4 separate regions of the Mus musculus genome follow, and regions 2, 3 and 4 are each linked to region 1. The links are chromatin contacts, called in public HiCAR-type maps. All regions are on one chromosome and are shown on one strand. Each heading gives the region's core, a stretch centred on a gene start, on an enhancer-like site or on the middle of the called end of the contact. The rest is flanking DNA. Distances are from core to core; before and after follow the strand shown. Region 1 holds the start of Pgk1 (phosphoglycerate kinase 1). Region 2 holds the start of Jpx (Jpx transcript, Xist activator (non-protein coding)). Region 3 holds the start of Brwd3 (bromodomain and WD repeat domain containing 3). Region 4 holds the start of Sh3bgrl (SH3-binding domain glutamic acid-rich protein like).

What was found. HiCAR-type assays count read pairs that join an accessible place to other places.
Region 2: a contact with region 1 is called in a HiCAR-type map of astrocytes, with 4 times the contacts expected there. The contact joins the promoter of Jpx here to the promoter of Pgk1 in region 1. A contact is called at or near these places in 1 of 39 promoter capture datasets (pre-B cells), 1 of 484 Hi-C or Micro-C datasets (CD4 T cells), 1 of 115 datasets of contacts at active chromatin or transcription factors (astrocytes) and 1 of 9 other capture datasets (adipose tissue).
Region 3: a HiCAR-type map of astrocytes shows a contact between it and region 1, with 3 times the contacts expected there. The contact joins the promoter of Brwd3 here to the promoter of Pgk1 in region 1. A contact is called at or near these places in 2 of 39 promoter capture datasets (liver and pre-B cells), 1 of 115 datasets of contacts at active chromatin or transcription factors (astrocytes) and 1 of 9 other capture datasets (liver).
Region 4: a contact with region 1 is called in a HiCAR-type map of astrocytes, with 4 times the contacts expected there. The contact joins the promoter of Sh3bgrl here to the promoter of Pgk1 in region 1. A contact is called at or near these places in 1 of 39 promoter capture datasets (frontonasal cranial neural crest) and 1 of 115 datasets of contacts at active chromatin or transcription factors (astrocytes).

Annotation. Positions count from the first base shown.
Region 1 is chrX:106,185,654-106,191,596 of GRCm38.p6, reverse strand. It overlaps Pgk1 (phosphoglycerate kinase 1), which reads right to left and starts at 4,497. Exons shown (of 11, transcript NM_008828.3): 1 at 4,282-4,497. The coding sequence starts at 4,346.
Region 2 is chrX:103,492,141-103,498,667 of GRCm38.p6, reverse strand. Jpx (Jpx transcript, Xist activator (non-protein coding)) reads right to left here and starts at 5,110. Exons shown (of 3, transcript NR_015508.3): 1 at 4,968-5,110; 2 at 2,138-2,230.
Region 3 is chrX:108,832,297-108,838,336 of GRCm38.p6, reverse strand. It overlaps Brwd3 (bromodomain and WD repeat domain containing 3), which reads left to right and starts at 3,991. Exons shown (of 41, transcript NM_001081477.2): 1 at 3,991-4,238; 2 at 4,371-4,429; 3 at 4,631-4,660; 4 at 5,064-5,123. The coding sequence starts at 4,208. It overlaps 2810403D21Rik (RIKEN cDNA 2810403D21 gene), which reads right to left and starts at 3,859. Exons shown (of 5, transcript NR_015493.2): 1 at 3,652-3,859; 2 at 1,982-2,071.
Region 4 is chrX:109,092,355-109,098,600 of GRCm38.p6, reverse strand. It overlaps Sh3bgrl (SH3-binding domain glutamic acid-rich protein like), which reads right to left and starts at 3,194. Exons shown (of 4, transcript NM_019989.2): 1 at 2,964-3,194. The coding sequence starts at 3,008.

The sequences.
Region 1 (5,943 bases), core at 3,248-5,747:
TTGAATAGGCAAAACAATACTTCAATATTAGATAATAGTGGCTTTCAAAAAAACCTGAGGGGGGGAAAATGAGTGAGATGTGCCTCGGCCCACTGACAATAGATAAGTGGGAGGCATATGATCAAGAAAATACAAGCTAATACAATGAAGATGCTCCTTCTGACCTAACAGATGACTGCCTTTCTTTTTTGTGCTGGTGCTGGGGATTGAACCCAGGGACCTGAGCACGACACCCCCAGTCCTGCTTTACCATTAGGAACCGATTCTGAACCCTTTCCTACGGGGTGGTGATTTTACTAAGTTGTGTCTGCCATGATTTTGAGAGATTTTTCTGCCATGTAGCTTGCCTTCATTCATCTCCTGAATGAATACTAAGATCAAGTATATACCAAGACATCCACCCAAGACATTTTTCATTATTTTTTTCTTAAATCTGTGAAATGATTATAGTATCTGGCTAAGAGTTATAAATGTTAAAAGGTTTAGAAGTGCCACCTAGTATCACACTGGTGTTAGTTATTATATGCCATTGATTCCCCAAACTATAACTGCTATTTGAAAGAACGATAATAAAAGCATTACTTTTGGTACCACTCACTAAGGGGCTGCAATGAGGGGTCAAGACTGCCACTGGTCTTGATTATGAAACTCCATCTTTCCCATTTTCACTGGTCTTTCCCGTCTGCAGTGACCACAAACCCTGCAGGTCACTGGCTTCCTCTCTACCCTGAAGACCAATCTACCGCACAAAGGAGCTTGAGGGACATACTTCTTGATTCCGATTTAAAATTAAAAGGCAGTGTGCCTCTGAACAAAGAAATGCACTCTAAGCCAGGTGTGGTGGCGCACACCTTTAATCTTGGGAGGCAGAGGCAGGTGGATTTCTGAGTTCGAGGCCAGCCTGTTCTACAAAGTGAGCTCCAGGACAGCCAGGGCTATACAGAGAAACCCTGTCTCGAAAAGAAAGATAAGAAAGAAAGAAAGAAAGAAAGAAAGAAAGAAAGAAAGAAAGAAAAAAGAAATGCACTCTAGTTGGTTTCAGGCACTTAAGGCACCCTCTTTAAATATCCTGAGCAGGCCCTTGCCAGCCTTAAAGTGCAGACCACAGCAGATCCAATATCCCATTACCAGGACTGAGTTCCCCCTCTTGCAGCCTCCTAGAGAAGATAATAGACAAAAGGGTTAACTGCACAGGGTGGATAGTGCTGCTTCCTGCACCCAGAACCTTACAAGAAGGAATGAATGCCTTTGGGCTAAAATATCCAACCATCTGTGGCTTCTATCCAAGCTGTGATGACATCAGCTTACCGATGAAAACTGGATTAGTTCTCACTGACCTCTTGATTGCCTTTGACCTTCACTCTCTCCTAGACTTACAACTCGGCCTTTAGCTTCTCTCCTGAAGACTCCAAAGCAGGAACAACGTTCCTTACACAAATCACTTGTTCACTTGGGGGTGGGGAACGTGGTGTATACACACACACATATATACATATATACTGAGCATACATACATCTAAATACGTATATACTGGGAAAAACTGAGTTTCTGTGCAGTCTTTGCAATCTTTTACAACTCCATAATTACTCCAAAATAAAACTTTTTCAAAGCAGAATGGTGGTGGCTACAGCACACCCCGCAGGAGGCAGAGGCAAGAGTTCCAGGCCAACTTGGTGAGTTCCAGGACTTCAAAAACACAAAGCAAAGAAACAAAACAAAAACTTTATATAGAGAACATTAAATTAGAATATCACGTCTTTGTTGAAATCTCGAGATTCCAGGCCCTGTTCTACTAAAACTATGGGAAGGAACCATGCCCACCACTGCCTTGTGGACTGATTGCTAAAGTCTGCTAGTACGATGGTGTCTGCTCTCCGTTTTCCTCTTCCCACCAGAGCTGTTGCTTCGAAAGTCCCAAAAGAAAACCAGTGAGGTTGAGGGAAGAAAACGTACAAGAAAGAGAAGTGCCAGCAAGCAAAGGATGACTAGGGACCTATGGGTGAAAAGGAAATGACATGACAAAAATCAGCAGGAAATGTACTCACAGAGCCTTGTAAAATCAACTAGAGTGAGGCGGAACCTGTTGGTGTTTCTGGCTTATTTTAAAGTTTCTCCAAAAGGAACTGGGGTGACTCAGTGGTAGGGTGCTCAGGCACAAGGTGGCTAGTGTTAGATTCCCCAACACAATGAAAACTAATAAAAGTTACCAACAACAAATCAACTTCCCTTGCCAACTTAAAGCAAGGGACTAGTCAGAAAACAAGAGCACCCTTCTACAGGGCAGAAAGGAGGTGAGTGAACGGGCCCAGGATGCAGGAGGCCCCATTTCTGAAGCACTGCCAGCAACTACCACAAAAGGCACTGAAACAAAAAAGGTATTGAGCTCACCCAGGCATGGCTGCCTAGACTCCTCACAGAAGCCTACAAGGCAACTCCCCATGCAAGATGCATTAATCTGGAAACCAAGCAACTTCACCACTGTGGCCTAAATACCAACCAAGTACAATGTATCCATATTATACAGGACTGCAAACTCGACAGATAAAGTCTATCCCAACCTGTTCCTGAGTCAGGCTCAAGGAGCTAAAGAGACCCAAATCCTAGTCCTGCCTCTGCTACATTCTCTAGACCTCAATAACCTTCACAGCGCCCTTTTCCATCAGCCAAAGGAGGCCAGCCAGTCTTTTCCAGGCTTAAAGGTTAACCTGGGTTAAATGAAGCTTGATTTGGGGCAAAAGAGAACTGTTGCCTCCTGTCTCACCCTCAACCGGAGTTAATTCCTTTAAGATAGTTTCTCTGTAGAAAATAGCATAAAATCCCAAACTGCCATCCCACAAAAGTGACCAGCACAATGGCCCACTGTCTTGTCTTTGAGCAGCTGCATGCATCTGAAAAGGTCAGCCTCAAGCCAGTAGTGCCTGTCTCCCTCACAGGATGAATCTTTTGTCCTTAGAACAGAATGAAAAGTTAGCTAGAACCTGCCCTTTATCTATGATTAGGGTGGCTGGGATTTCTGCTCCATCCTGATTATTCTATCCCATTTGGGGTAACATTAAGTGTTTTGCATGAACATAATACAGTGGGTTGGTTCTGGATATCAGCCCAGGAAGAGAAGGCCACCTACCAATATTGGCTACGATAAAATAAGTGCCTGTACAGAAGCCAGAGAACCTCTGTTCCCTTACATGTGTTAGTATCTAAAGGATGCCCTCACTTGAACTGGCCCAAATCTTCAAAGGGACCAGGATTACTGCCAATCAGTCATCCACTTCCAAAGAAGGTCAAGCAGGCAGAGTAGTCAGTCACTGCGACCATCAATGGCCCTTAAAAATTCCCATCCTTGGGTCCTATAGTTGTTACATGAACAACCAGGCCCATCAGTTATGTATCTAACCATCATCCTTGACTCCTGGCAAAAAAAAAAAAGTATACATTATGAAAGGCAAAAAGGAGAAGACGCATACACCCTAGTAATTCTTTCAGGTAAGGGAGAAGCCAAGTTAAGTCAGTGACCTGGGACCCACATGTGCCACGTGCGTGGGAGCCTTCCTCAGTTCTGACATCCTGCTTCTCTAGCCACCTCTCGAGTGAGGTTACAGGCCTCCAACTCCCGGCGGCCACACCCTGCATGTGTCACAATCCTGATGCAAACCCCAGGGCCAGGAGTCCAACCGCAAGGTAGGGCAGCAGAGGCCTGTTATATAAGCCATACAGAGCTTCATCCAGTGGGCCTCACCCTCCCACCCACAATTCTTTGGGGAGAGGGACCTCCACTCGAGAGGACTTTGAGCAACATCTTTTGGGAAAGAAATCATTTGTACCAGGACCAATGAAACGTGGGCGGTTTCGGATTCGTCACGGATGGTCCAAGAATCTTGGGGGAAGGGAAACTAGCTAAATGACCTTTCAAGGTCCCTCAGCAGGGGCCTAGAGATTTGCAGGATAAGTACTACGTCCATTCTCGCTACAAGAGATGAAACTGCACTTCAGAAATGGGAAAAAGATTGAGTCCTGAGAATCTGAGCCCTTTATCAGTGGGATCAACTCCCTAAAGGACACATTTGGTCGCTTTTTAAGCTAGAAGCAGTTAGGACGCAGAAAAGCAAACTCAGACACAGTCTCCGCCCCAATGAGGTGAGAGGAACAGCCTTAACCTCCAAACCCAGGACCCCCAAGACCCAGCTGAAAAATAAGTGCAACTTAAGGTGATGGGAAAACCGTGCTTGCCACGGCCAGAGAGAATGTGGCCCCGAGGGCTTGAGGGCAGCAGTACGGAATTACCTCATCACGACCCGCTTCCCCTTCACGTCCAGCTTGTCCAAAGTCAGCTTGTTGGAAAGCGACATTTTGGCAACACCGTGAGGTCGAAAGGCCCGGAGATGAGGAAGAGGAGAACAGCGCGGCAGACGTGCGCTTTTGAAGCGTGCAGAATGCCGGGCCTCCGGAGGACCTTCGGGCGCCCGCCCCGCCCCTGAGCCCGCCCCTGAGCCCGCCCCCGGACCCACCCCTTCCCAGCCTCTGAGCCCAGAAAGCGAAGGAGCAAAGCTGCTATTGGCCGCTGCCCCAAAGGCCTACCCGCTTCCATTGCTCAGCGGTGCTGTCCATCTGCACGAGACTAGTGAGACGTGCTACTTCCATTTGTCACGTCCTGCACGACGCGAGCTGCGGGGCGGGGGGGAACTTCCTGACTAGGGGAGGAGTAGAAGGTGGCGCGAAGGGGCCACCAAAGAACGGAGCCGGTTGGCGCCTACCGGTGGATGTGGAATGTGTGCGAGGCCAGAGGCCACTTGTGTAGCGCCAAGTGCCCAGCGGGGCTGCTAAAGCGCATGCTCCAGACTGCCTTGGGAAAAGCGCCTCCCCTACCCGGTAGAATTCCCAGGCGCCTTTTCTAGACCTTTGCAAATGTCATCCCCTTTTGGAATCCTCTGCTTTCTCAGCTCCCAAATGGAAGTCTACATAAGGTCTTACTTAGTAATCGAAACCTCTCAGAAGTTAAAAAAGGACCAGGCCTTCCCCTCCCCCCTTTTATAATAAAAAGTACAATGTAATTGCTGTGGTTACATTATTCATAATGACGAATACATATAGCATGTGTCATGCTAACTAACAATGCTCATAAAATTCCTAAGTACGTTCTGTTATTAAAGATGAAGTAACTGATAGACAAAGATTTAGTGTCTTATCAAGACTGCAAAGCATCTAAGTGATCATTTCAATCCTGGGCCACTGTGATTTCGACTGCTTTGGGAGTGTAGCTCAGTGGTAAAATGCGGGCCAGAGGCCGTGGATCCAATCTCCAGCACTGTTTAAAAACAAAAACAAAACTTTAAATCTCTACTGACACTCATTTGGGCTAAGGACGGTGCTCAGTGGTAAAGTGCTTGCCTGACGGTCTGAGACAGGACAACTAGTTAGGAAATTGAAGGGCACATGAGAAATGGAAGCCCTTGTTCACTCTCCTGGTTTTTTCTTTCCACCTCTCTCACTGGCAGATATCCAGGAGTGACTGGCCAAAGCACCTCTGGAAGTTACTATATTATGTGAAGTAACTCAGAAAGACAATACCATGTGTTTTCTATCCTATGCAGCTTTTTATATAAGCATATACATGGAGAGGAGAGACAGGTCCAGGAAAGGGAAACAGTTTTAAGAGAACAGAGGACGGAAAAAGAACTGGGTAACAGGAGCCACGTGACATGGAAGAGACAAAGGACTGCAGGAATGCTGAGAGCCCCCATGGTTATCCAATAGCAGTAGTGCAGTCTGAAATCGGATACATACAAGCGACTTTACACAGACTGAGAAGGCTGTCCTTACATATTTAAGTACACACACACACACACACACACACACACACACACACACACACACGAAAAAAAAGCCATAAATTTTGAGGTCTGCACCTTTCCCTGCTAACTGATCTCACTGACCCTACATTTTGTC
Region 2 (6,527 bases), core at 3,861-6,360, 2.7 Mb after region 1:
GGCGCAAGCCTTTAACCCAGCACTCGGGAGGCAGAGGCAGGCGGATTTCTGAGTTCAAGGCCAGCCTGGTTGACAGAGTGAGTTCCAGGACAGCCAGGGATACACAGAGAAACCCTGTCTTGAATTTTAAAAAATCAAATCAAGATTATAATAAAACAAAGAAGACCTTTACTGCCAGTCTAAAGCAGTGGTGGTTGCTGTTCATGTAGTAATGTTTTAAAGATTGGGGGGGGGGGGGGAAGGGGAGACAGGAAAAATATTCAGAAGAATGATCAAAACTGAAGCCACAAACACTAAGTAGACTATCCCAAGGAAACTTAGGTGCCATGGCTAATCTCTACAAGGACTCCCTGCCTCAAAAGAAAATAAAAACTGTAAGGGCTTAGAATGTAGCTCAGTGGGAGAGTACTGCCTACCATGTTCCATTGTGAGTTCCATCCCTAATACTGGGGAGGGGGTGTTTAGAAAAAAAGAAAACCAAAAGAATATACAAAAGGATAACATATCAACAGTAGATTGTTTCACCAAACTGGTACTATCCAAGGCCAGTAATAAAAATCAGTGTGGAAACCGGGCAGTGTGGAAACCAGGCGCACGCCTGCAATCCCAGCACTTGGGAGGCAGAGGCAGGTGGATTTCTGAGTTCGAGGCCAGCCTGGTCTACAGAGTGAGTTCCAGGACAACCAGGGTTACACAGAAAAACCTTGTCTCAAAAAAACCAAAACCAAAACCAAAAACCAACCAACCAAACAAACAAACAAACAAAATCACTGTGAAAGCTGTGTGGAGCACATCTGTAATCCTAGCACTTGGGAAATGAAGACTGGAGGGAGGATCAGGAGTTCAAGGAAAGGCTCAGCTACCTGGGGAGTTTGGGGCCAGCCTGAGTTACAGAAGATCCTATCTCAAAATAAGACAAAAATCAATGTGCTAATATGCTAAAAATAAACCAGTATAAACTGGAAATTTGTAAAGTCTTGCTTATATAACAGTAGGGGGGAAAGTCACTATTAAAGTTCTACAACAGCAAAGTGATAAATGTATAACAAACTACTATATGCGGAAAACTAAAACAAAGCAAAGCAAAGCTAAAGGGGCCTTAATGGAATGTGATGCCCCCAGACTGACCTACAGATGAAAAGCAATCCAAAACTCCTAGCAAAAAATTTATGGACACTAACTTACTGTGTCAAAAATTTATAGATGATTTCTGCTTTACAGTACAGAATGCTCAGAGCTTGAAAACTCATTCTAGCCTGGCATGCTGGTACATACCTTTAGCCCCAGCACTCGGGAGGCAGAGGCAGAGGCACAGGCAGGCAGAAACACTGTGAGTCTGAGGCCAGCCTGGTCTACATAGTAAGTTCCAGAACAGCCAAGGCTATGTAGTGAGACCTTGTCTCAAAGAAATAAACAAATAATGATAAAGCAAGCAAACAAAGAGCCTGGGCACAGGGAGAGCGATGCCATGGAGAGTCCAAAAATTCTTCATAATCTCTCACGATGAACATCGGAGAAAAATCCCATATGCTTAGGAGGGTGCAACCACCTTCAAATATATTCAGCCATTTCAAAATACATAAGAGTGTTCTGTACTGAACAAGGCTCCTGCTTAAAAAAATAAACTGCTTTGTCAAGGACTAAAGGAGATGGGAAAGGGGACAGACATATCTGGGTACCCAATTCCAGCCTGAAGTTTCCAACCCACAGCTCTCTCGTCATCACATCTCACTTACATGGAGGGGGAGAGATAATTAGGAGGGTGGGCAATTGTACTTCACAACCCAGGAGCACACAAGCAGTAAAAGACAGAATAACCAGGGACATTCAGAACATGTCAAATCACCACGTATCTTACTACCACAGCCCTACAGGCCTATGTACTGTAGTTCCTTTTACTGGCTACATCATACTTGACTTTCAAAAAAACCTGAGAAATGAGGGGGGGAGACAGACAGAGAGAGAGAGAGAGAGAGAGAGAGAGAGAGAGAGAGAGAATACAAAGCACATGCCCTTTAACTGTCAAATTGACACAGTCTACAGTCATCTGAGAGACTGATCAAATCACACTGGCCTGATGGGTGCCATCATTCCCTGGGTGAGTGGTTCCGGGATGTATAAGCAAGCTAGTACGCACAGGTGAGCCAGCAAGCCGTATTCCTCCATGGTTTCTTCTTCAAGTCCCTGCTTGAGTTTCTGCTCTGACTTCCTTCAGTGGTGGATTAATGATCTGGAAGTACAAGCCAAATAAATCCTTTCTTCCTCTACTTTGCCTTTGGTCAGTGTGTTATATGACAATAGAAAGAAAAGTAAAACAAAACAATAAAGACAACACAGTTTAAAATTAAAAAATCCAGCATGTATTAGTATCAGACTTAAATACGTACTGAATGTTGGAATTATTAAACTGAAATATTTGCCTGTTTTTCAGTGTCAGTTCAATGGCTGAAAGTCAATTAATAGCCATAAGTTTGATGGATCAAGTCTGAAGCAGAAAGATTGGGAATTCCAGGCCAGCCTAATCCACATAGCAAGACCCTGTCTCAAAAACACAAGAAAGAAATTGATATGAACACAGTCTCAGAGCCCTTGGTGTTACCCGAAGGGTGGAGCAGCAGGATATTTTTCTCCTGAGCCTTACAAAGGTCATATTGGGGGAGTCACATGTCCAGTCACATACTGGAGCCTAACCTGCTGGGTTTCTTGCCTTCAAATCTCCATAGAACTTAAGTGATGGTATTGTTACATCTCAGAAAGGTCAGATTCATCACTGATGTCCTGATAACCCTCTCGTTGGGACCACACATATGGTCTTTTCTCATAATTGGCTGACTGACTTTCAGTAGCTGAATCAAAGTCCTGAACCACTGCTGTGCAGAAAGATCCATCGGCACAGTAACGTTTTTTACACAAGTGGAAATAACATTCTAAATTTGAGTCTCGGGCGCTATATTGTTTACTCTTCAAAAGTACCATCAGTGTCCCAAAGAATATAGCATTCCCAAGATTCAAATATGTGACTTCCTTTGCCTGCATGCAGAACCATTTAAAGTGACTTATAGTGTAGCCGCCCGCGTAATGCCCTGTTCAAAGCTTCCTTTGTTTATGCAGTGGCAACAGTTGCCCTGTATCTATAATTAATAAAGATTAATTGCTAATATGGACTATTCTGGTCTTAGTAAGATCCTATGCAAATAGAAATTATTACTTTTAGTTTTGTTTTTATTTATTAAAATTTTAAATGAGATTTATTTCATTTTGTGTTTGTGCATCACGTGTCTGGTACCCAAGGAGGTCAGAAGAGGATTTGGACCACCTGGGACTTGAGTTACAAAATATTGAGAACTCCCATGCAAGATACCAGCCATGTTAGATCCTCATGTCACAAAAAAATTAAGTGGAGAAGCTGAGCTTATAATCCTAGCTATTTGGGAGGCAGAGGCAGAAAAATCAAGACCAGCCTGGGTTATTACACATAAAGTAAGAGAGACAAGCTGGGCATGGTGGTACAAGCTTGTAATCCCAAAGCTTGGCAGCTAGAAATGGGTAGTGAGGGTCGTGGACAGCCTCAACTACAGAAGACTTCATTAAGGGGCTCAAAAAGTGGGCTTACGACCGCCTGTAACTCGAGTTCCACAGGATTCTATGGCTTCTTCTGGCTTCCATAACTGTACTCATGTGCACATTCCTACACACACAATTAGAAGCAAATCTTAAAGTGGGAACAGATCTAGATATAGTTCAGTGGTAGTGTGACTGTCTAGCACCACAGTGTCCTAGGTTCCACAACCAATACTGGGGGGAAAGGGGGAAATAAGCACAATTACTAAACTAAAAATGATGCTTAATCTACGGGATGACAAAAGAGTGAGCCGCAACTGTGGAGAAATATGGCAAAACGTCAACTCTAATATTAGGGTTTCATTTTATTCTCTGTGTTTGCATTTGTGTTAAATAGGTCATAATATATAAAGCTGCCGAAATGTTTTAAAAATAGCAAACATTCCTTTGTCACCCTCATACATATATGAAAAAAATGAGATCATATTATCCTACAACTTGTTTTTAATGTAACAAGCTATCATATCATCTTTTACACCAAAGAGCCAAAATATACAGACTTTTAAAACATCCTCCTATTAATGGATACACAGGTTGTTTCTTATCACTTGCCACAAGAAAAGAGCTGCATAGACATCCTCTTTTAGGTATCCTTATTTATATACTGATGCTTCTCTTTCTGAAGGATTGAGCCGTGAAAGTCAGACTACTGAGTTCCAGATATTGGAACTTGGTACTCCATATATATTTTTATTTTTCTAAATATAGCTACATCAATGCTTCCAAATGGTTGCAACAATTCATACTTTATTCAGCAATGCCTAGCTAAGGTACTGAAATGTCTTTTTGACCAAGTAAGCATCTAACAAAAGAACACAGATCACCCTATAAGGCCCTATTATAACAGATGCTCCCAGACCACAAATTTAGTAACATACTCTGGTCCTCATTTGGAGTACATAAAAAGGGCATAGGGCAAAAAGCGTTATTATACCATAATTAATGTTACCAATAAGCTAGTTTTATCAACTACTAAGTGTTGATGAGAAAGAACTGAGGCCGTTTTTCGAGGCCTCTGGGGAGCTAGAATAAACACTCCATTTTGGAGACACTCACTATCCGTCAAACCCCAATTAGACAAAGGAAAACAAAAGGAAACCTCAAAACACGATCTCTCCTAGGAATGAGCCTCCCCAGCCTGACAGGTTCATCCGTGGAGGTCCGGTGATGTGGGCACTGATCACTCATCTATTGTGGGCGGAATAGGGGAGAAATCCGGAGTGCCAGCCGCCGACTACTCGTCCCGCTCGGCAGACCATGCGGTCGGAGTGGTGACCGCTGCGGCGGGTCGGCGTGGTGACCGCTACGGCGGCCATCTCTCTGACAGCGCGAGACCCGGCACTCACCAGGGCATGTTCATTAATTGGCCAGTTTCTCCACTCTCCTTATTAAGTCATCCTCTAGCTGCCTGGCTAATCCCGGGAAGGACGTATACATGTGGACGCCGCCATTTTATAAGTTACAGAAGCCTGGTGGTGCCGTGGGGGGGGGGGGGGGTCGGGCGGGCGGAGAGCATGCGTCACAGCCGAACAGTCCCTGTGCCGCGCGGCGCCGCGCTGTCAGGCTGTCCCTAAATGGCTGCTCCAGCAACGTGACCGGGACTGTCCGCGGTCGCTTCCGCAGATGACTGAGCGCTTGCGGTTCCTCTCCCGGCTGCCTCTGTTAGCATCTTTCACGTGCTCCCGCGTTTCTTGCCCGTCTTTAATTTGTTCTCTTGCCACCCCCTCACCCCCCACCCCCCACCCCCCACCCCCCCCCTACCCCCACCGAAATTCCTTTTTCTTTTTTGTTTCTATAGAAGACCAGCTTGTGTTTTGCTCCCGAGATCTCTTTCGGAGCCCCTTCTGTGTTTTTAGCTGCCAGCATTGCTGTAGCTGCTATAACTGCAATCTACATGTCACAGAGGCTAGGTGGCAAAGTAAACCACAGGCCTGGGTATGTCCCCTAGTTTTTGATAAAGACAGAATTATACCTTGTCCTATTCCTATTGGACACCTCACAGGGCCGAAGCTGACAATAACTCCTTTGGCTTTTGGATGTTCACACCAATACTGGTTACCACACAAATTAGAAAAGGATCTTGGGTTATCAATAAAGGCAGAGAACTACACTTCCATTTAAAAAAGAAAGAAAAAAGTTCTCATTTTACCTATTGCACCACGAGGCACAGGGGCAGAAGCGAGTGCTCAGTGGTTAACAGTGCTTAATGCTCTAGCAAAGGATGCAGGTTCAGTCCCCGGCACATACTTCTCTCTACACAGATCTCTCTACACAGGCAAACATGTATACACACACACACACACACACACACACACACACACACACACGAAGTAAATGCATGTGTGTGTGTGTATTTAAGTAAAACCATGTTGGAAAGTTGCCGAAGGGGCCTCAGTGAATATCTGCTTGAGGAAGGCTTTGCTAAGGCAACCTGGGACAGCTGTCATGGAGCCGAGGGCTGTCCTCTCTCCAGAAGGTAGCACATTTTCCCTTACACTGGTTTCCCTCTTTCCCAAGACAGCAAAGCCCTGGCTTCTTTTCATTCCATTACAGGCAGTTCTTTCCTGTGCGAGCTCTCCTCAGCTGTAGCCAGAATTTGCCTGTTTGGAATCCTTTCTTCCTCCTAGAGTTTCTCTGAGATGGCAAGTTTGTGAAAATTATTACACACACACACACACACACACACACACACCCATGGCCAAGACAATCAATTTGATATGCTCCTGTGACTATAACCACTTTATTGCCCCCCCCATTTAAATTTTTAATCTAGATTCCCTTCCCCCTCTCTCCATGTGCTCATGGCCAGCCTCTAGTTCTCTACTCTCTCTTTCTCTCTCTCTGCCTTTCCCTGCCTCTGCTACCCTCTTAACTCCCCTCCCCATGCCCTGAATAAACTCTATTCT
Region 3 (6,040 bases), core at 2,742-5,241, 2.6 Mb before region 1:
ATGCCTTTAATCCCAACCCTTGGGAGGCAGAGGCACACTTGGGAGGCAGAGGCAGGTAGATTTCTGAGTTCGAGGCCAGCCTGGTCTACAGAGTGAGTTCCAGGACAGCCAGGGCTACACCGAGAAACCCTGTCTTGAAAAAACAAAACAAACAAACAAACAAAAATAAAAATAAAGATGATAATAAAGTAAAGGATAGTTCAGTGAATTGTACCCCTCAGAAATATGTTCATGTTCTAACCACAATACCAGTGAATATCACCTTACTTGGAAATAAGGTCTTTGTAGATATAATTATGCCATTAAGATGAGATCATTCTAGATGTAAGGTAGACCTAAAATTTAATGACTCCTGTCCTCATAACAAAACACATTAAGTGGTAGTGTGCTTGCCCAAAATGTGGGAGACCCTGGGTGGGTCCCTAGAATCATGTATATACACAATATGCTAAGATTTGAAACAGGGCCCCACATGTACAAAGGTTATCTAAACATGGAGGAAGATAATGGAAGTATGCTGTCAACAAACCAAAGAATGCTAAGGATCCAGCAGAAGCTAGAAAAGGGAAAAAGGATTCTTTTACAGAGCATTTAGAGGGAGCACAAACTCTGCCAGTGGCTGATTTTACATTTCTAGCTTTCATGTGTAAAAAACCAACCCACTGCTTTCTTAAGCCCTCTGGATTAGAAGTTGTTATGGTAGCCCCAGGAAGCTAATGCAGCTACCAAGTAAACATTTTTATTAACATTTTTTACATTTATGAAGTGTGTTTGTGTGGGGGTGGGAAGTGCATGCCAGGGCAAGAGTGTGGAGGTCAGAGAACAACTCCAGAGAGTCAGTTCTCTCCTTCACCAGGTAGGTTCTGGGGACTGACCTCAGGTTGCTGGTTTGGTGGCAAGCATTTTTACCCACCAAGCCACTTGCTAAATATCTTATTCTTCTTTCCCTTCTTTCTTGTGATATTTTCATGTAGGCAGGTTGGTCTCAAAATCACTGTGTAAGCAAAGATGCCACAGAACTCTTAATTTTTCTGCCCTGAATTTTCCAGTGCTAGGATTATAAGAACATACCACAATGCCTAGCAACATTTCTTATTTTTCTACTTAAGTCCATTTTTTTTCCTATAATAGATGAAAATTTGCTTCCTTTACTAATCTAAATTTTGAAAAAAGTTAAAGAAAGACAGCAACATGGCTCAGTGGGTAAAGGTACTTGCTGCCAAGCTGACAATCTGGATTCTGTCCTGGGACCCACATAATGGAGGGAGAAAAGCAACTCTCAAATGCTGTCTTCTGACCTCCACATGTACACACACACACACACACACACACACACACACACACACACGGGGTGGGGGCGCGGGGGGGGGGATACAAATGTGGTCAGGCAGAGATTCAGACTGGTGATTCTGTCTTCTAAATTACTTCAAAGTGTTTGATTCGTTAGCATTAGTTCTAAAGAATGAATATTTTTTTGTGGGAACACAGACATTTAAAAAACTTTCTTCTTACAAACTTAGTACAGAAAATTCCTGCTAGTTCATCACTTCCTTAATTATCATCTCCAAAATTTACCCTTAGTGACTGGTTTTGTGGAAATGGATTTGGGCTTTAAGTATTTTTCCTTGTGTCAGTTTGCTTTGTCAGTAGAGGATTCTAGAATCATTGGGTATTGTGCGCCTGAAACTAATGTCGTGCTCTTTCCAGTTCCCCTTATCTCTCAGGCCAGCTTTGAATTAGCTATGTATCCCAGTTTAGTTTTGAACTAAAGACACTTCTGCCTCAGCCACCCTAGTGTTGGGATTATAGGTAGATCAGACCACAGGAGGTTAATCTGCATTTTCTTTACTCCTAATCCCTTATCATTTCAAATTCCAGTTAACATAATTATTTACCTGGAGGCCAGGTGACTCTGCCCCTGCACATACACAATAAATGAATAAATACAAATAAAATTAATTCTGTACAAGTAATTTCTTACCTTAAATTTCCATAAATGTGTGGAGTTTTCTCTCTTAATTGCATCCAAATTTACAGTTTTAGTGATCGCTGGGATAATTATGTCACATGCCTTTTGAATACAACAGAGATATATTCTCACATGAGTTCTACAAAAAATGTGTGTTAGCAAACACAGTGAATATTATTTATTATCATTTACATATAAGAAAAACAATAGCATGTAAGTGCTTTGAAGTCATATAGCAGGTGGTTTTTTTGTTTTGTTTTGTTTTAGTTTTTGTTTTTTAGAGACAGGGTTTCTCTGTGTAGCTCTGGCTGTCCTGGAACTCACTCTGTAGACCAGGCTGGCCTTGAACTCAGAAATCTGCCTGCCTCTGCCTCCCTAGTGCTGGGATTAAAGGCGTGTGCCACCACACCTGGCTAGTAGTAATTTTTAATATTAGTATGGTAGAGAAAAATATAAACTGTCTCCTAGGTCACTGTTAAGGATTAAATGAGTTACAGCAGGCAAAATATGTAGTAATGACTTGGTAAAGGTTAGCTGTTAATTATATTATCTTGAACTATAAAAATTACTATTTCAGTAAGCACCTCACAATTTTGTCCTGAGGTTTTATATTTCTTTTATCTACTTCTTTCAGATACTGATTATACCAAAGATAACCATAGCATTTTACTCTTATGTTGTTATTAATTACTCAATAAAAGAAATTGGCAGAATGAATTGCTAAGGATATGTTAAGTTTATGAATTGAATTAAATTTAATTCTATGCCCAATGTGGTTTAATCACCGAGCTCCCTGAGTCTGAAAACCAAACTCCCACTATAGCCATACATTAATGTGAACCTTCAAATTTGAGTATTTCAAAGCAAATAATGTACACAATTCAAATAGTACTTGTTTTCCCATCATGTTTTGTTTCTATGAATTCTGTTCAAAGTAACATCCTGAGAACGGGATGCTAAGAGAAATTGGGGAAGTGAACCAGTTTCCTCAAACTGTCAATTATTATACAAATCCTTTGATCAAATCAGCGCTGTGCTAAGAGTTAAAGTTATACATGAAAACAATTGTAGTCTCAAGGTAGTGGAAAAAAGACTTTTTGTCAACCGGAGTGGCGACACATGCCTGCCACATGAGCACTAGGGAAGCTGAGGCAGGAAGATTGACATGGAATTCCAGGGGAGCCTTGGATAGATACATAGTGACAGCAAGTCAGAGAATATCACTTCAAAGACAAACCAAACCAAACTATCATTTCTATCCAAATTTCAATGAATAGTTAAGAACTTTAAAAACGTTTTGGCAGAATTTCAAAACAGCGTTCCAACTTATCCTACAGGAATTGAGAAGAAAGAGCTTGTTGACCTTTTCAGAAGGGGGAAACGGCCTCCTCCTTAAAGTGTAAACTTCGCGCGCAATGTTTATCAGAATCAAGGGGAGACTTGATACTACTACAAGAAGTTTTCTAGAAGAATATTATTCCCTTGCTCATCAGGTAGGCGCAGCACTTTCTTTTGGCATGCTGTTCCTTGTTTGAAAACAAAACCTTGCAGTAGCTAGCGACTTTTTCTTGGGGTAGAGAAAGAACAAACAAACCAAATCCGTTCGGTGACCCAAGGTAAGCTAGATCATGTCAGTCCCTCGCCAGTTTCTCTTGATCATGTCTGGAGAGAGGTTCCCTCACCGGAAAGGGTCCGATTGCCCTTACAGGAAGGGTAAGCAACTCCGGAGCTCTAGGACGCCAACGCCACCACAGAGTTTGACGAAGATTGCCAGAGCGTCTGCCTGCATTTAGAACCTCTTCCTTGTTCTCTGGGCAGTAACTAGGCAACCCCAGGCCGGCTTAGCTGCTGGAACTAGGCGGCCGCCTTAGTGCCTCTGGCGGCCAGCCTGGAGCTTTGCAAGCGGCTCCCTTCCCTTTTCCCCCCTCCTTCTTTCTATGGCTCCACCCCTTTCCCCCCGCCCACCCCTCTCCCCCCGCCCACCCCTCGGCGACTTCAGCTCCTCCCTCTCCTTCTCTCTTGCTCTCCTTCCTCCTCCGCCTCCTCAGCTCTTGGGCTAGAATATCTATGGGTCGAAACGTGATGCGATGAATCCGAGAGAGACCGAAACTGGGACGAAGAGTGCGGCGGAAGCGGCGGGACTCCCAAGCATGGGGGCTTCACCACAATAGAGGCAGCGCCCCCACCCGCCCCCGCCAGCCCTCCTGAGCGAAGCCCCCAAACCCCCTCGGGAAAAGGATGGCGGCGGCACCTACCCAGATCGAAGCCGGTGGGTAGCTGAGCCGGGGGCAAAAGGGATGGGGGCTTTGCGCGACTGCTGTCAGATTTTTTTTAAAAAGCTTGTATCTCTTTTCCTTGCCTCTCTCTCAACGTCTCCCCCCACCCCCAACCCCTTCTTTAGAGCTGTATTACCTGATCGCAAGGTTCTTGCAGTCCGGACCCTGTAACAAATCCGCTCAGGTGAGAGGGAAAGGATATCTGGGAGTGTTGGGGAATGGTCCCATTGGGGAAATTGAGGCACTGGGTGAGCAGTGCAGTTGGAGGGTGAGGGAAAGGCCGGCCGCGATTACTCCTACAGTCAGCGGCTGTGTTGGAAGTGGGGAGGGAGGAATGGGTTGGCGCCCCAATCTGCTTTCACATCCCTGTGTCCCTCTTCCCCAGGTGCTAGTGCAAGAGCTCGAAGAGCATCAGGTATGGACCCCTTTTGGGAAGAGGTGGGGAGGGCTGGGGAGAACCTGGAGGAAGGGTAAGGTAGGTCAGGGGCCGAGGGCAGGGGCCCGGAGGGAGCCTTCGAGCTGGACACTTGGGGCTGTTGTCACTTGGGGTAAATCGGGTTCTTTGCTTAGAAGGGGCGGACAACGCAGGGGTCTAAACTCGCTGCCTTTTATTCCTGCGGGAGGTGTTTTTTCAGGATTTCCTTCCCTTTGGCCTGCCCCCCCCCACCCCCAACCCCCGGCACAGCGGCAGTAGCTGTCGGGACTGGAGAAATGAAAATGTTAAAGGGTCTAGGATTAGGCTCCAGGCTGGGTGCTGCTGCTGGGGAGCAGAGGCTTTTCCTTCACCCCCCCCCCTTTTCTTTTCCTCCGGCCCCCAGCTGATTCCGCGCCGCTTAGACTGGGAAGGGAAAGAGCACCGAAGAAGCTTCGAGGATCTGGTTAGTAAACTTTTCGTTTCAACTTAGCCCAACTCTTTTTCCACTCCCTCCCCACCTTGTGCCCCCAACCGCCCCTGGCCCTTCAGCCCTTAGAGCTCCCCGAGCCTGCTGTTCGGTGTTCGAAGGACTGCCCCTTCCCCCTCCCAGCGTGTCGGAAAGGGTACCTTGCCCTGCTCTAGCCTTGCTTATTTTCACCCCAAAACTTTGAAGAATGTGAGTTGGTTTTCAGAGGTGCTGTGTTGTGCTTTAGGACTGTGTTACAAACAGCGGAGAAGGCCCATTGTAGGGGGATAAGGGACAGAAACCAGGGGGTTATCTTGGGGCACGTACCAAGGACTGACGCTGGCCAATGACAGCGTTGGTAACAGCCCGGAGTTCCGGATTAGTGGAAGAAAACTGGTTTCTGGTTGGTCCTGGCTTGAAATACGGGAACTGAGGCCAGGCTTGGGTGTTTTTTTTTTTTTCTAGCTCTCTCTCTCTCTCTCTCTCTCTCTCTCTCTCTCTCTCTCTCTCTTTCTCCTTTTTCTTTCTTTCTTTTTTTTTCTTTTTAGAGTGGAGGGGAGAAGGAATTCAGAAGGGGAACTGACTCATAAGTGAGAAAAACTACATAAATAAAAATACTGAGGACTACTGAGTGAATTCCAAGATTGTTCATCTTTAGATAATGGGTTACTGAATAAAAACATTGTTATATATTTCTAATCTTAAAAAATAGCTAATTAATTCATCAGTAAACTGCATTTGTGCAAATATGTTTTCACTAAAGAAGAAATATGTATTATGACCTTTTTGGGAATAGGTGAACAGGATTTTGGGATTAGGAGACAATGGACATTTTTAAAAAAGAGAATATACTTTAGTTAAGTCTTGAATTGACTCTTGTTTTTTCCATAAATATAATTTGCAATGTAAGTGCA
Region 4 (6,246 bases), core at 1,945-4,444, 2.9 Mb before region 1:
GCAATTCGTTTCAACCTACAGGACTTTCTCATTCTCTAAACATCTAAAGTCATGTTCACATTTACATCTTCATGCCTACTAGCTGCTCTGCATCACTGTCAGCATATAATATATTTTAAACACACGTCTAAACTTAAGCAAGTTTCCCTACACTAAAACTCTGGCGTCGAAGCATTACGGCACTGGGGAAGTTACTTAACCTCTCTCTATCTGCATCTCCTTTTCTGAAAGAAACATAATCATGGCATTATTGTCAAGAATATGTGAGACTGCCTGAGACAACTTAATCATTCCTATCTGCTATTCTTACTAGAGTTACTATGGAGAATCCAGTGCCTCTGGGTGGTAGTAATGCACACCTTTAATCCCATCACTTGGGAGGCAGAGGCAGGTGGATCTCTGAGTTCAAGGCCAGCCAGGTCTACAGTAAGTTCTAAAACAACCATGGATACACAGAGAAACCCTGTCTGGAAAACAAACAAACAATAGAATCCACTGAAAAGTCTAATCTATTTGATTATATTTTTAACCTTGAGGAACAAGCATGACTCCTGTGTATTAGGGCAGAGAAGAGAACACATTTTAAGTGTTTTTTTTTTTAAATCAGGCTGAGAAATATGAGAAGTCTTGGGCTGTAAAAATAATATTGCTTATTATTGCTGCTCTAGATGATTCACAGAACAACTGACCACCTAATATTGCTGATTTTTTTAACAGTCAGGAAAATCGATTCAGAGCTGCAGAGATGGCTCAAATAGTCAAGAGCACTCATTCCTCTTGCAAAGGACCTGGATTCAGTTCCCAGCATCCGCGTGGTGGCTCATAACCATCTGGAACTCTAGCTCCAGGGACCGACCCAACACCTTCTTCTGGTCTCCATGGGCATTGTATTCACACAGTATACATATGCAGGCAAATCATTCAATACATACATATTATCAAGCCAAAGCCAAACACTTAAAGCACTCATTAGACAACTAATAACTTACAAGTATGTATCTTTTCAGGTTTTTTTTTTTTAAGATCCCATGAGAACACTTGCCCCCAAATTTCTAAATCATTTGTTAAAAGGACAATGCTTTTTTGCTATCTTAAAGAAAATTTCGGTACTGCAAACTGAAATTTCCTTCCTCAAGGAAACAGCCACCGCCCCATTCATATTAAGTAGTTCTCCTTTAAGATACTCTTTGTACTATTTTAGGATTATTTTTTAAAAATTGCCAGAGTATAATAAGAAATCTTTCATTTTGGCATTTTCATAAAAATGTAATTAGTGCATTAATTATCCATGAAGAAACAATAGAAACAAAAGACAAAACAACATGAGTATCTGTCATTTGAATCATCTAATAAACTCTTAATCCTTTCTTGGGCACTTAGACATTTTATGTCTTAACAAAGAGGGGGGGGTGTGACTCTATTACTTGGTGAAATTCTTAAAGCAGTTTCTCCTTGAGTTTACTTCTGGGAGAGAAATAGAAGATAGAGAAAGCAAAGAACAAATACCAGTGTTGAAACTGCATACCTCACAAAACAACAACAACAACAAAACCTAAGTGCTTGAGAGGGTCAATCTAATAAGGATTAACCAAAGGCATTAAGCTGGGTTTTGAAAATGCAGTTAATGTAGTAGATTGATATTCGGTAACCCATGTTTTACTCTGAGGTATCAGAATGTTAGGTATGGAAGACAAGATGCTTCTAAAGTAGGGTCCAAAGGAAATAATAAACATTTCTATTTTTTCAAACAAAACGTTTGCTCCATAACTTTAAGAGTAGGCTTCCTTATATTTTGAAAGCCCGTCTAAACACACCCACACATGTTGGCAAAGACAAAGTTCAAGGTTCATGGTTCTGGTGATTTCATATAGCCTTCAGCTCTATTCCAAATCCTACTAAATGTAAATGACAACAACCCAGCAACCTGGGATCTCTGCCACTCTAAAGCTAGAGGAGTTTTCTACATTCAAATTCCTGAGCCCACACATCTGCTTCTGCCACTTGAGGGCCTTTATTTTTCCTCCTGGGGTTGCTGGAACAGAAGCTCTTTCATGTGACAGGAGTATGCATTCCAGCTTTCACCTCAGTTTACCCAATGTTCCTCAGATATGGTAAAAACTGTTATTCTAAGTTAACAATTGGCAAATGAATCAAAGAAGAAAACCAAATCCTATGAAGAGCCAGCAACTCAGTTGCCACATGTTCTTGCCTCCATTTTCAACAGTCTTGAAAGAGTGGGTTTTAGAAAGAAAATCTTTCGAAGGAAAGGAAAAACTCAAAATAAGATCCAGTGGGGGGGGGGAGGTCTCATACAACATTATTTTTTTTAAATGGCTTCATATTCCAGGAAGAAAGAGAAGGGGAGAGGAGGAGGGGAAGGAGGTGGAAGAGGAGAAGAACTTTTTTAAAAAATCATTTGTATCATTGCCCCTGACTTTCGCCTATTTTTAAAATTATATACCCCACCTGCACGCTCTCTAAATAAGTCCATTCCAGTGGCTTCACAATAATTCCAGTACTCAGAAGTCTTCCCTTCCCTTCCCTTCCCATCAGCACCCTCATCCTTTACAGAAATGCACTACTTCCCCTGAACTCGGTACTCAGAGCATATTTCATAAATGTCTCACTCTAAAAAACCTGAAAGCCACTTGTTTTTTATTTTACTTGACTTCACCTAACCGTGAAGTCCCTTTACCAGTTATCTCCTAAACTTGGTAGTTTTCTTTTTCCTTTAGAAACGAACACTAACGTCTCAAGGCAAACAAAGCTAACTCCACGGGAGAAAATAAATAAATAAATAAATCGACGCAACAAAGGAAGAAAGGAAAGAAGGGGGTACTCTGGGCGATGCTTGCGTCTTCTAAGGAGAAGCTTCCAGTGTAACTTCTTCAATTTAACGGTTCTGGGGCAGAAGAGGACTAGTGTGTTGGAAAACAACAAAGGTGGGCTCCCACTCTCCTTACCGCCGTAGAGCCAGAAGAAGATGCAATATATACACGGATCACCATCCTGGAAACAAGGGCTTCTGGTCGGTCGCTGGAGTCTTGAAAAGGGCTGGGAAACAGCTGCAGCAACGGCTGGAACCGAGCTAAGGGCCAAACAGAGGTTGGATGAGGAGGGTGGGGGAAGGTGGAAGGATAACTGGCCAGAGCCCCGCCTCCACCAGCGGCTGCTTTCAATGAGCTTCCAGCTCTGCAATCCCAGCCCCAAACCCCGGAAGGCTCAGGCTCATTTGCATCATTTCTAAATTGTTTTTTTAAAACACAGGATCTCGAACAGCACCGCGAGATCTGTTGAAACAATTCTTTTTGACTATTCCCTCTCCGGGAAGGGGGCAAGGGAGAAATAAAAGAAGGGGTAAGAAAAAAAGAAATATTCGATTAGAATAAAGGACCGGTTCCCATGAACACCAGAAGTTTTGCTTGTTACTTCCTGCTCAGAAATGTATGCAAATAAGATAGCCTAAAGCTAGCTTTATATTGAATCCAGACACTACTTTAAATGTCTTTAAGCCCACGTTATCAAAGCCTTGTATATTTTAAGATGCCAATAATGAAGTAAGTGATTTTTTTTTAACCTTAGTTGGCAGCAGGAGTTGAATACTGAAAAGCTGCACGAGGAGAGGAGGAGGGCTGGAGAGAAGTTTCAAGTTTCCCCAAACCGGAAAGCACAGAATAGGTTCTTTTTGTTCAGAGTTTTGCTAAAATATGGAACATTTTTTTAGTGAGAATTTGCAGGAGATCTAAGCGACAACTCTAGAATGAAGGAGGAAATTGCAAAGAAAAAAACTACAACCCTAGAATGAGAGGAAATTGCAGAGAAAAAAAAAAATCAACAAGTCCAAAATGAGGAGAGGAATTGCAGAGAGAGAAAAAAAAAAAGAAAAAAGAAAAGAAAAGAAAAAAACCAATCATCTGAAAATACTTTGGAAGTACTTTTTTGCCGTTGCTGTCTCATACCTGTAATCTCTGCCCTTGGAATAGTAAAACATGATTGCCAGGAATTAGATGCTAGACTATGCTACAGGGTAAGTCTCTTAAAAATCAAAAATCAACCAAACAAAATGACTTTCTACAAATTATCAAGTACAGTAAATGAGAAAAATCTAGCCACCATCTTCATTACCAACATCATGGCTACTGTTAATTTTACTTGCCAATTCACTTGATTAGAAAAATCTTTATAATCATAAATCATAATCATGATTTTGAAAAAATCTATATTGTTTCTTTTATGTTATCACTGTACAACTTGTTTGGAGTTCTACATTAACTGTTTAGACTTAGAGACTCTTAAAATGAAAAAAAAACAGGAATAACAAAATATTTCTAATTAGTCTATAAACTATTGAACACAATCAATTATTCCCAGAAAACTGAATGGTAGCATTAGCAAAGAATCTGGTGGGCTTTATCTATTAGAAAAATGAGGCTAGATGTGTAGATCTCTTATAGATCACACTAAGACCCAAAGTTGGATTTCAAGTACATACACACATGCACGCACACACACACATACACATGTACAGTTCTGTAATAGATATACTTGTCTTAGTGAATATAAGTCAATAACTTGTTTTATACATAAAACCTGATGATTCTTAATGATAAGACTTCTGATACATTTTTAGGAGAGACTATTACCAATATTTCTAACATAAAGGTAATGGATATCCTTATGCCGTTCTTCCCTACTTTGAGCTATCCTTGAGATGGGTATCATAGAATGGTCATTACTGCTTAAATTTTCTATAGAGAAATTGCCCGAGAGCATTTGCCTGGAAAGGTTACGGTGAATTTGAATAAACTGGGTTGGATCAAACAGTATAATCTATTTCCTTAGGAAATCATGACAACCAAAGGCCAGTGTCTCTCAAAACTTAAAAATAAACCCAGATTGTGTGCAGAAAACTTAGAAGACCCTGAACACCAATGAATGCCATAGCCCTTACTACTCAGTTAAGATTACTTGGGTTCAGGAATTCCCAGCCAGCACAGTCAACTTAATGACATTGTGTCTCTTAATTGAACACAGCCCCAGGACCTAAAGATAATTTCCCCTGTGTTACAGATCAGCTTTTCCAGGTAGGGATAGAGCAGGCGACAAGAAGTTAAAAGTAATGGTATGGAAGGAGAGGGTATTTTGAATTGTTATTTATTATAAATTGCTATGTACAAAAAATATACTTTTGTATTCTCCTATGTTAAAAAAATATGATCTTGAATGGTTTTATGTGTTTCAAATTTATAGGCATACCAAAAGTTATATAAATAATTCTCTTAGCTAGTTTTTTGACAGCTTGACCCAAGCTAGATTTATCTGGAATGAGATACATCAAGTCAGAAAACTCTTGTAGGAAAGTCTGTGGGGCACTTTCTTGCTTAACAGCTGAGGTGGGTGGAAAAGAAAACTGACTCCTAGGCTGGACAGATGGGTCAGCAGTTAAGAGCACTGACTTCTAAAGGTGCTGAGTTCAATAAACAGCAACCACATGGTGGCTCACAACCTTCTAAAATGGGGTCCAATGCACTCTTCTGGTGTGTGTCTGAAGAGATCTACAGCGTACTCATATAAATAAAAATAAATAAATCTTGAAAAATAAAAACAAAAGAAAACTGACTCCAAAGAACTGTCCTTTGATCTCTATACATACACCATGGGCACATGTGTGACCAGGCACACATGAACACCACACAAGCAAACATACACAGACACACATACACAAACACATGCACACATACTGCCCATGTGTATTGTTCACACATAATGATAATAATAATAATAATAATAATAAATGCAATTTTACATTTTAATATTTCATACAGAAATGCTGATAAACTGAATAGACCCAAGAGATTACAGTTAAATTTTATTTTATTTTTGTTGGATATTTTCTTTTTTTTCTTCTGGATATTTGCTTTATTTACATTTCAAATGTTATCCCCCTGAAAATCCCATCCCATCACTCCTCCCGCTGCTTCTATGAGGGTATTTTCCCACCTACCCACCCACTCCCGCCTCCCCACACTGGCATTCCCCTACACTGGGGATCAAAGGCCTCTATTCCCATTGATGCCCAACAAGACCATACTCTGCTACATATGTGGCTGGAGCCATGGGTCCCTCCATGTGTACTCCTTGGTTGGTGGTTTAGTCACTGGGAGCTCTGGGGAGGTCTGGTTGGTTGATATTGTTGTTCTTCCTATGGGGTTGCAAACCCAAATGATCCAAATGAAAGGGGACCCA